Regions from separate parts of the Mus musculus genome. Here all the other regions are linked to region 1. A link is a contact called in public Hi-C data. All regions are on one chromosome and are shown on one strand. The core of a region is the stretch at or near the end of the contact, and the rest is flanking DNA. Distances in the headings are between cores, read along the strand shown. Region 1 overlaps Nrg4 (neuregulin 4). Region 2 has its middle 37 kb from the start of Ube2q2. Region 3 overlaps Tmem266 (transmembrane protein 266).

Region 1 (3,052 bases), core at 17-2,516:
CCAGCTGTTGCTGCTGGCTGGGAACCCAGCTGGAGCGGCTTGTTTTCCCTGCTTAGGTTTGTTATGAGATAGTCTCTGGTTCTAAGATGGAGCTTCTAGTCCATTTAAAGTCTGTGTTCTTAACTATAGCATTTACAACAATCGTAGTCATCACAGTGCCTGCCTAAAGAAATAAACTATTTCTTATCACAGTTCGATGGCTTGAACCCAAAACCTCATGCCTGCTAGACAAGCACACTATCACTGAAGGACATAGACCAGTGCTGAACTCTAACCGGTGCTGCCTGAGTAGCAGGGCCACACACAGTAAGACAAGGCGTGCGAGCAGGAATGGCAGATCACCTGGGAAACACAGCCTGGTGTAATGAGCTTGTAACTCTTTGTATCTGAAGCATTCAGATGCAAAAATTATGAGATAACATCTACTAAATGATACTTTGAAATAAAATGTGCAGCAACACATCTTTTAAAGGAACAAAGTCCCTCCACATTTTAATCAGGGTTTATGAGATATTCTTGACATCCTATCCTTGGGATATTAACTTCTCAAGCCAACTTGGTTTATGATGACTATCAACTCCATTTTTACAATCACACGAGAGAAACCAGTGCCCATTTAATACTTATTAATACAAATACTAAACTAAATTCCCCCTTTTAAAAACTTTTTCCCCCTAAAACATGAAGGTCAATTGAAAGGAATCAATAAAAGTACTCTTTGATATACAGCCTTGCAACACGTAATTTTTCCTTTTGTTTCTCTTAGGAGTTACCAGATTCTCCAATTTAACTTTTTGGTTTTTTATCTGTCTCTCTAGATTTAAATAGTCCATAAATGTAGGTGGTGTTTCTACCTTGTTGGCTGCTATGTTCGTTGTGCCCTGCGCATGGTAAGGTAGACATCCGCCGGGCACCTTAGGCTTCTAAAGCAATGGCACAGTCACTTTGTTTTTCATATTCAAAACTTACTAAGAAACATCTCACCCAAATCCTCAAGTGACTTAAGCACCGCACGGTGGTGAGCGTGGGTCCACCTAGCTCAGAGGTATCAAGGCTAGGTGGACCCAAAGAAGGAGGTAAAACTGTTTAAGATGCGTTCAAAGCGACTTATTAGTTTATAACAAAATTGTATTAGAGAGATAATGCCAGATTTAAAACAGTATCTGCGGAAACACTAGAAGCAAAGAGCAGCATGTTTCTTAGAGGCCGCTGCTTTGCGCATGGCTTCCCTCTTTCTGAGGGCCAGTTCCGCTTCAGTTACCTGCACAGGAAGCAGAGCGCCGCGATGGTAAGAGTGAGGAGGACCGCCAGCACCACGAAAGCTGCCGACAGATTACTTTCGCTTGGGATGCTGGAGCTTGGGAGAAAAACCTCTTCGCAGCGTGCTCCGGTGTAATTTTCAATGCACCTACAGAATAAAAGTTTAGATAAAGATCACACACTGATGTGGACAAGACTCAGTCTCCGGCTGGAAGGAAGGGAAAGGTCTCTGCTTTTCAGATTGTCAACGAGGCGCAGACCTGCTCGATGTGGTGCGCTTAGAGCCACGGCTACAGACAAATGCATTAGTTCACACTTGCCTCCTTCCCTTAGAGTTCTTCAGCAGCTTAGAGTCTGGAGGGATCAGGTACCACTCAGATTCCACAAGCCGGCAGCGCTAATGTCTTCTGGGTTTGACTTCTCTGCCTGCCAACTTTTACAGAAGTGTCTTGCAATGTTGTTCCTCTAGGTGTCCTCAACCTCCTCCTCCAGTGATCCTCCTGCCTCAGCTTTTCAAGTAGCTGGGACTGCAGGTATATGCCACCAAGGCTTAAAGTCTACATTTCCAGGGGGTAACTATATAACTCAACTTCATCTACAATTTATTTGATTATATCTTATATAGATGTATAGATGATTACAACTTTTTCCTCAAAATTACTACTTCTTCCAAACCCTGAGTTACTCGATATTATATCTCTTCCGTACTGTTCAAAAAATGCCTTCTTAAACTTCCGCCAACTTCACTAACAGCATTTCTATTTTTCTTCAGAGACAACATGAAAAAGCAAAGAATACCACAAGAAGCAGTCTTTGATATGGCCAGTTAGCTGTTTTTCCATGGTAACATGTTCAAAGGATTACTGCACATTAAGAAGAATTATGCTCTTTGGAGTCCCACCCATTTATATTACAGTTGAATGTAAAATAAAATTAATTTAGCTGGAAATGTTGGCACGCATCTGTTGTCCTAGAACTTGGGAAACTGAGGCAGGAAGATCGACTCAGATTCAAGGCCAGCCTGGGCTACATGGTGTGTTTTAGGCCAGCCCATCCTGGAGTGTCAAAATATAAAAACAAAGTTTTCTTTTTAATATGAGCATTTGTCTATAAAGCAGAAGTTATATAGGAAATTCACAATGTATCTATACTAACAATGCTATATAAAAACGAGCATGTACACACACACGTACATACTTTAAGCTATTTTTTACAAAAAAAAATTGTAAAGGTTGGTTTTATAAAACTAGTTTTCCTCCTCGCCTCTTTTCAGAGTTGGTGAGCTTTTAGATGTTTATTCTCTCTGCCTCCCACACTGTGCTAATGACGACAGCAGGCCTAGAGGGCTAGATATGAGCTAATGACTGGTTTAACAACCAACCAGACAGGAGAACTAGCAGCTTACATGTGCAAAGGACAGTTCTGCACAGAGAGTGAACTTTAACTGACCAAAGAGCATTATAATCCTAATGCCACCCTGTTGCAGGCAGGAGGTTACTGCTGTTGGCTTTGTGGGGACTTCAGGCAACACAATAATCCAATCACACTACTGCACTGAGTGGTTTGTAGAGACAAGGACAGGGAGCCTAAGGGCAGATACAAAATAACACGTGAGATATTCGGGGAAAAATCATAGTTACTTACAGTGTAAACATTAAAATACTATCTTGCTGGGCATGGTGGCTCACGCCTTTAATCCCAGCTCTTGGGAGGCAGAGACAGGTGAATTTCTGCGTTCAAGGCCAGCCTGATCTACAGAGTGAGTTCCAGGACAGCCAGGGCTACACAGAGA
Region 2 (2,801 bases), core at 73-2,572, 130 kb before region 1:
ATTATTAATTTAGAAAATCTCCTATAGTCACTAAATGACCCCAGACTATGATAATTTTTGATAAAATTTGTCAGAACAGATCTCAGGGGCCTCAAGGTTCTTGGGTGGTGCAGACAGCAGACTACTGGCTGGCCGTGTCTGGAAATGTTGTTTACAAAATGACTGGTTTGCAAGGTTTTTATATCCTTACTAACATTTACCCGGCCTGGAAACCTGTCTCCCAAGCGGCTCTTAGATTTATGCCTTGATAATAACTGTTACATTGCAGGAGTCATTTACACCTTAGTGAGAATCATCTCAAATTCCCATTTCTCCCAAGTTAGGTTACCAGGAGAGGATGGGAGGGGAGAAGGTGACAAGAATGTCTTTGCTCTTGAAATCTCACTTGTCTTTCTAATTCCCTGGCAATGGTGTGAATTTCAGTCTAAATGCCCATGTAGGGCCCCCCCTTAAGATAGATTTGTTTTGTTTTGTTTTGTTTTGAGACAGGGTTTCTCTGTGTAGCCCTGGCTGTCCTGGATCTCACTCTGTTGACCAGGCTAGCCTCGAACTCAGAAGTCTGCTTGAACTCGGAGATCCGCCTGCCTCTGCCTCCCGAGTGCTGGGATTAAAGGCGTGCACTACCACTGCCCAGCTAAGACAGATATGTTTTGCCTGTACTAATTCACAAGACAGAGCTCTGGGAGGGACTGGGACCGGGGCCTGGAGGTAACAGGAAAAGGTTTGTCTTAGGGAGACACTGTATATTCCCGTGCTGCCGGCTTGGAGCAGTAGAGACCCACACCAGTCACCTCCATGGGTGTGGCTCTGCCATCAAGAACTTCCCCATCACAGGGAGCTTTAGTGGTATTTTGAGTAGATTTGATCAATTGCTCTTTTCCTAGACTCTGGGTCTTCAAGCCAGACATTTTCAGTTATATACTCAGAAGCTAGAGGTGTATTTCCAGAGGCTCAGAGCCAAATGGGATTCACTGCGAGCTTCCCCAGAGTTCCTGAGGGCAGCAGCCCAGCCTGAGCAGCCCTGACATGCACACCCTTCTCAGGCCATGCCCCAAAACACCTACTCTCAAGCTTGGGCACCTGGAGGGGCACAAGTGGGAAAGGCTGTGCCCAATGTCCCTTGCTAATTCTCTCAGTAGACAAGTCGTTGTGCCAGCTGCTTTCCTTCATGAAAACTGATCAAACTAAGGCCCCTTCCTAAAGGACAGGCTGAAACTGACCAGCTTCCTGCTTCTAATGGAGGGTGCTCTCCCTGGTGGAACTGTACCAGCCTCTAGTCAAAGACGATCCTTCTGAGTGCCACAAGACTCATCTGAGGATTGTTTCCCCTCACCCAACACAAACAGGAAGTTTAATTCAAATAATACCTAGAAGTTGAGCTGGGGCTATGCCTCAGAGGGTAAAAGCACTCATATGAACCTGAGACCTTGAGTTCAGATCCCAGCAACCACAGAGAGAAAAGCCAAGCATTGTAACCTGGTACTAGCATGTTCAGAGATAGGAGGCACACTGGAGTATCAGGGAAAAATACAGGACACGGTAGAGCAGGACACACAGTGGCATCCTCTGGCCTCCATACACATACTTGCAGGCTCTTACATATGTACATGTTCACCACATGCGTGTGCACACACAAAAATCATGCCCAGACTGCACATGTATGCCACATGCACGCACACACATGCACACAAATCATGCCCAGAAGGAGCTGATGGTCCCGTCCTGACTGCATGGAAATTGAGCTGTGGACAGCTGAAGCTAGTTAGAGCTTCCATTATCACACACCACCATGCAGACCAGCAGCCCGAGCAAGCTGCACATGAATGGTACTAGCCAATGCATGGCACCTTGGTCTGTGTGCAAGTGCACAAATGCATTGAGGGAAAATCTAGAAATAAACAATTTTACTCTTAGCTGCCCTGTAGGTCTTTGTATCACTTTGTTGAAGTTCAGCTTAACTCCTGTAGCCTTTTTGGTCACTTTTTTTTTTTGAGTTGATAATAACTCTGTTTCAGTACCACATAGAAAAGAAAATTATAAGCTGATCTTCTTGACAGACATGGATGCAAACATTTTCAATAAAAATGCTGGCAAACTGAGTTAAATATCACAGCAAAAAGATCATTCATCATTTGAGACTATTTGAGCCGAAAATCTTCTTTTTGCTATACTGGGAATGGGGATTGGGGGTAGCAGTCACAGGTTGAACCCAGGGTCTTCTATATGCTAGAAAAGCTCTCTTTTGGTCACGTTTTTAACTTACTTGTTTTGTGTGAGGAGGTGAGTGTGGAGGTCAGAGGTCAGAGTGTGGAGGTCAGAGAGCAGTATGTGTGGAGGTCACAGGACAGTGTGTATGGAGGTCAGAGGTCAGAGTGTGGAGGTCACAGGACAGTGTGTGTGGAGGTCAGAGTACGATGTACAGGAGGGGCCAGTTCTCTCCTCTGCCACTATTGTTTTATAAAAACACAAACCCCAGCCATTCGGTTTTACCAAATGAAGGCAGACTCTGTGGAGAAAGCCTGCTAGCTCAGAGAGGCAGAGAAAGCACATAGCTTGCCCTCCTACTCTACCGATGTCCCAGAAGGAAAAGGCTCTCTCTTCTTCTCCACACTCTCTTAAATCCCCTTCATCTCAAAGACCCTCTGTTTATTTACATTCACTCCCTGTCAGCTGGTTGCTTGATCTGCCTCTTGACCTAGAGTTGACTTCATTTAGCTCTGGAGTAAAGGTGCATGCTAGGGAGCCATGCCAAAACAAGGTTTTTTCAGTAAGTAACACAATCTTGGGGTTCACAGTGTGAT
Region 3 (3,093 bases), core at 250-2,749, 150 kb after region 1:
AGAGAGGTTTACTGGGAATCTCAGGGGGCATTCAGTCACATGACTGTCCCAGTTTGTTTTCCAGTGCTATTATGATCACCGTGACCAAAAGCAGCGTGGGGAGGAGAGTGCTTATCACACCTTACAGTTTGGAGTCCATAATCGAGACAAGCTGTAGCAGGAGCTCAAGGAAGGGACATAGAGGCAGGAACTGAAACAGGGCCACAGAGAAATGCCACCAACTGGCTTGTTCTTAACTCACTCAGCCTGCTTTTTTGTTTGGTTTTGTTTTGTTTTGGAGGCAAGGTTTCTCAGTGTACCCCTGGCTGTCCTAGAACTAGCTCTGTAGACCAGGCTGGCCTTGATCTAGCAGAGAGACACCTGCTTCTGCCTCCCAAGGGCTAGGATTAAAGGCAGAACCATCTGTCCAGGGGTAGCACTACCCATAGTGGGCTGCCATTCGTTAATCAAGAAGATGCCCCTCCAAACTTGCCTACAGGCCAGGATAATGGAGGCATTTTCTCAAGGTGGCCCCAGCTTGGGTTAGGTTAACAAAACTACTAACAAGCACAATGACCCTTAAGAGTAAGTTTAAGAAGCTAGGCAGGGGGTCTCCATGAGGGCCAAGGAGTCTCTGCATCTCTTGAAACCTTAAATGCAGAGTTGTAGTTTTATGTCTATGGCGTGGGGGGGGGGGGTGTGTGTGGCAAATGGTTATTGTTTTTGTCAATTATTGGAGAGCTTTGCTCCGAGGAATCTTCTGAGCCACGGGGGGGGGGGGGGGGAGAAGCCCCCTGCAGGCCAGACAGGGGGCAAACGCCTGGTGCTCCAGGCTTCATCTTCATCTCCGTCGCCCCTACCTCTAGACTTCTAGACTCATTCCGACCTCCCCTCAGATCTTTTCTTTGGGAACTTAATGGACAACAATCCAAATGTGCAACTAACGAGGTCTTCTGTCCCGGACACTAGAGAAACCACCTTCATTGCCTGTGAAGAACCCTTTTAGGATAACTGGAGAGTCCCCACCATCCCCACAGGCTCACACCAGGAGGACAACGTTTCCTCTGAGTGCATAGTGGGTTGTAGGGAGAAAGAGGCTTGGCCCTGAAGGAGCAACGCAAGCCCGGCCCTGATTGGTCCATACTTCACCTTTAAGATGAGGCTGTTTCTTTGTCAAGCTTGGGACCACTACCTGACCTGATCTTGCCTGCCTGCCTTCCAGGCCACTCCTATGGCCTGACCTCCCATAAAAGAGCCTTTGGGGATTTGCCAAACTCCATTTTCATATTCTAGAATTTATTCTCTCAAACTGTTACCCCAAACAACTAAGAATATAAAACAGAAGCCGCACCGGCGCTCACCTGCTTTCCACCCCCGGACTCCTCTGAGGCCTCATGAGGGGTGCCGGAACTTCTCTGGAATACCACCTGCCAGCAGGCCCATCTGTTGGTATTCTCTATTTGGGCAGCCCAAGCCCTCCCCAGAGCTGCCCCTGGCTTTTGTAGCACATGTTGGGAAATAGGGGCACGTCTGCCCTCTGGTGGCAACTTCAGGAATAACACCACTCCGGGACTTTGATGGGCTGAGGCTGCCTGAAAGAAGTTATTTTCCAGTCTGTGTCCGGGCTTCAGCCCAGTCAGTTCTTTTATTAACCACGCAAACCGGGTTATAAAAACGGGAAACACCGTCTTCTTGGAGTATACCTTTCCGCGGAGAGGGAACACACACTCTCCTTGGAATGTCTGAGTCACTTGCATTTCACAAGGAGTGATCCAATTCTAAACCTGGGGCCAGGCAGGAACCTGCAGGTTCTGCCTCACCGCTGGTTCCCATTCCCACTAGGGAGCCCAGATGGAAGTTACTTTAGAGTTGTACAGCCCCGTCCCTGTCTCTCTTGTTAAAACATAGGCACAGGCAAGCCTCCTTCCTGGTGGCCCTGGTTACCTTCTCTGTCCTGCTCCCAAGCTTCTGTCACACCACATACACCCTCAGTTCATCCTCCATAATAGTTGTCACCTGCAAGAACACTCTTGAGCTGGGTTCTCCTGAAATGCAGGCCCAAATTCAGTGGGTGTTGGGGACGATTTAGCTTCCCTAACTCCAGGAGTGCTCACATCTGAAGAGGCAGAACCATGGTCCACACCTTGGAGTCACCTCACGAAGTTATAGACCATGGGCCTAACCCAGAAATGGTGGCTTCATAAGGGACCTGGGGTATGGCTTAAACCTTGGGACTTTCCAGCAATCTCTGGCCTGGATGCTGATCCCAACCCCCACTTCCAGGCTTCTCTGCCTGGAGTCATCTACCTACAGCAGGTATCTTCCTTTGTCTCTTAAGTCACTGCTGTGCTGTGGGGTCACTGGGAGAAAAGAGGTTCACCTCAGCTGTGGTACAAATACCATCTCCTTGTGCAGCTCGGGGACCAACATGAATTTCCTCCCAGGCTGAGAGCAGCTGGTGACTGAATGCCAAGCTCTGGGCAGGCACAGCTAAGCTGCCACAGCAGTAGAGTAGGATAGGTAGACTTGGCTTTGCAATGCTTTGGGATTTGGCAGGAGATGGGTCTTGTCATGGGGAGTGGTTGCCCCAGCAGCATCTGCCCAGGTGCTAGGTGATTAGTGAGCTCTGCCCACCATGCAAGAGAAACCCTTCCTCCCTAAGCCAGTTCCTGGCCCATGTCCTGGTGTCCTTTGGGCCTGAAGAGAATGTTGGTACTAACTAGGCAGGTCTGTGTGTTTCTTCCCGATACCTATGGGCACTGCCTTTAACTTTCTTGACCATCACTTCCTCCTTGAGATCTCCCCCGCCATTGCTAAAAGTCCTTCCCAGGGAGAGTGGACCTCTCCTAAGGTTCTAACTACAGAAGGAAGCAGCATCCCAGCAGACTTCACTGTAGGAGACAAGTTCATTGGACTTAAGTACCGAGCACAGGAGTTATCTACAGGGGTGTGGTGGCTTCTCCCCCAAAGGTTATACCAGAAAGTCTTTACCCAGAAGAAATGGGGGCTTTCCCATAGCCGAATACATGGAGTCTCCCTTCCCTATTCTTCCTTGACTATGTGTGTGTGTGTGTGTGTGTGTGTGTGTGTGTGTTTGTGTGTGTATACATTCTA

What was found. A called contact is a pair of places that touch in the nucleus more often than the background predicts.
Region 2: a Hi-C map of Th17 cells shows a contact between it and region 1, with 2.4 times the contacts expected there. The contact joins two enhancer-like sites. A contact is called at or near these places in 3 of 39 promoter capture datasets (embryonic stem cells, pre-B cells and stem cell-derived epiblast-like cells), 1 of 15 datasets of contacts at CTCF or cohesin (embryonic stem cells), 10 of 484 Hi-C or Micro-C datasets (the G1E-ER4 cell line, Th17 cells, embryonic stem cells and 2 more), 2 of 115 datasets of contacts at active chromatin or transcription factors (both in embryonic stem cells) and 3 of 9 other capture datasets (adipose tissue, liver and pancreatic islet).
Region 3: a contact with region 1 is called in a Hi-C map of bone marrow-derived macrophages, with 5 times the contacts expected there. The contact joins two enhancer-like sites. A contact is called at or near these places in 1 of 39 promoter capture datasets (embryonic stem cells), 4 of 15 datasets of contacts at CTCF or cohesin (CD8 T cells, embryonic stem cells, pro-B cells and 1 more), 62 of 484 Hi-C or Micro-C datasets (the AML12 cell line, B cells, the CH12 cell line and 27 more), 5 of 115 datasets of contacts at active chromatin or transcription factors (bone marrow-derived dendritic cells, bone marrow-derived macrophages, epiblast stem cells and 2 more) and 4 of 9 other capture datasets (adipose tissue, embryonic stem cells, liver and 1 more).

Annotation. Positions count from the first base shown.
Region 1 is chr9:55,240,800-55,243,851 of GRCm38.p6, forward strand. It overlaps Nrg4 (neuregulin 4), which reads right to left. Exons shown (of 8, transcript NM_032002.2): 4 at 1,262-1,408. Among named protein-coding and RNA genes, the nearest start is that of Fbxo22, 33 kb to the left of the region's middle. Within about 2 kb of position 1,267, at least 53 of the 459 cell types and tissues checked have an H3K27ac peak or open chromatin away from gene starts, as enhancers often do. A contact at or near this core is called in Th17 cells and bone marrow-derived macrophages, where this site is marked.
Region 2 is chr9:55,111,414-55,114,214 of GRCm38.p6, forward strand. No RefSeq gene overlaps it. Among named protein-coding and RNA genes, the nearest start is that of Ube2q2, 37 kb to the right of the region's middle. Within about 2 kb of position 1,323, at least 7 of the 459 cell types and tissues checked have an H3K27ac peak or open chromatin away from gene starts, as enhancers often do. A contact at or near this core is called in Th17 cells, where this site is marked.
Region 3 is chr9:55,390,987-55,394,079 of GRCm38.p6, forward strand. The region is part of intron 3 of Tmem266 (transmembrane protein 266); the gene reads left to right. Among named protein-coding and RNA genes, the nearest start is that of Tmem266, 66 kb to the left of the region's middle. Within about 2 kb of position 1,500, at least 14 of the 459 cell types and tissues checked have an H3K27ac peak or open chromatin away from gene starts, as enhancers often do. A contact at or near this core is called in bone marrow-derived macrophages, where this site is marked.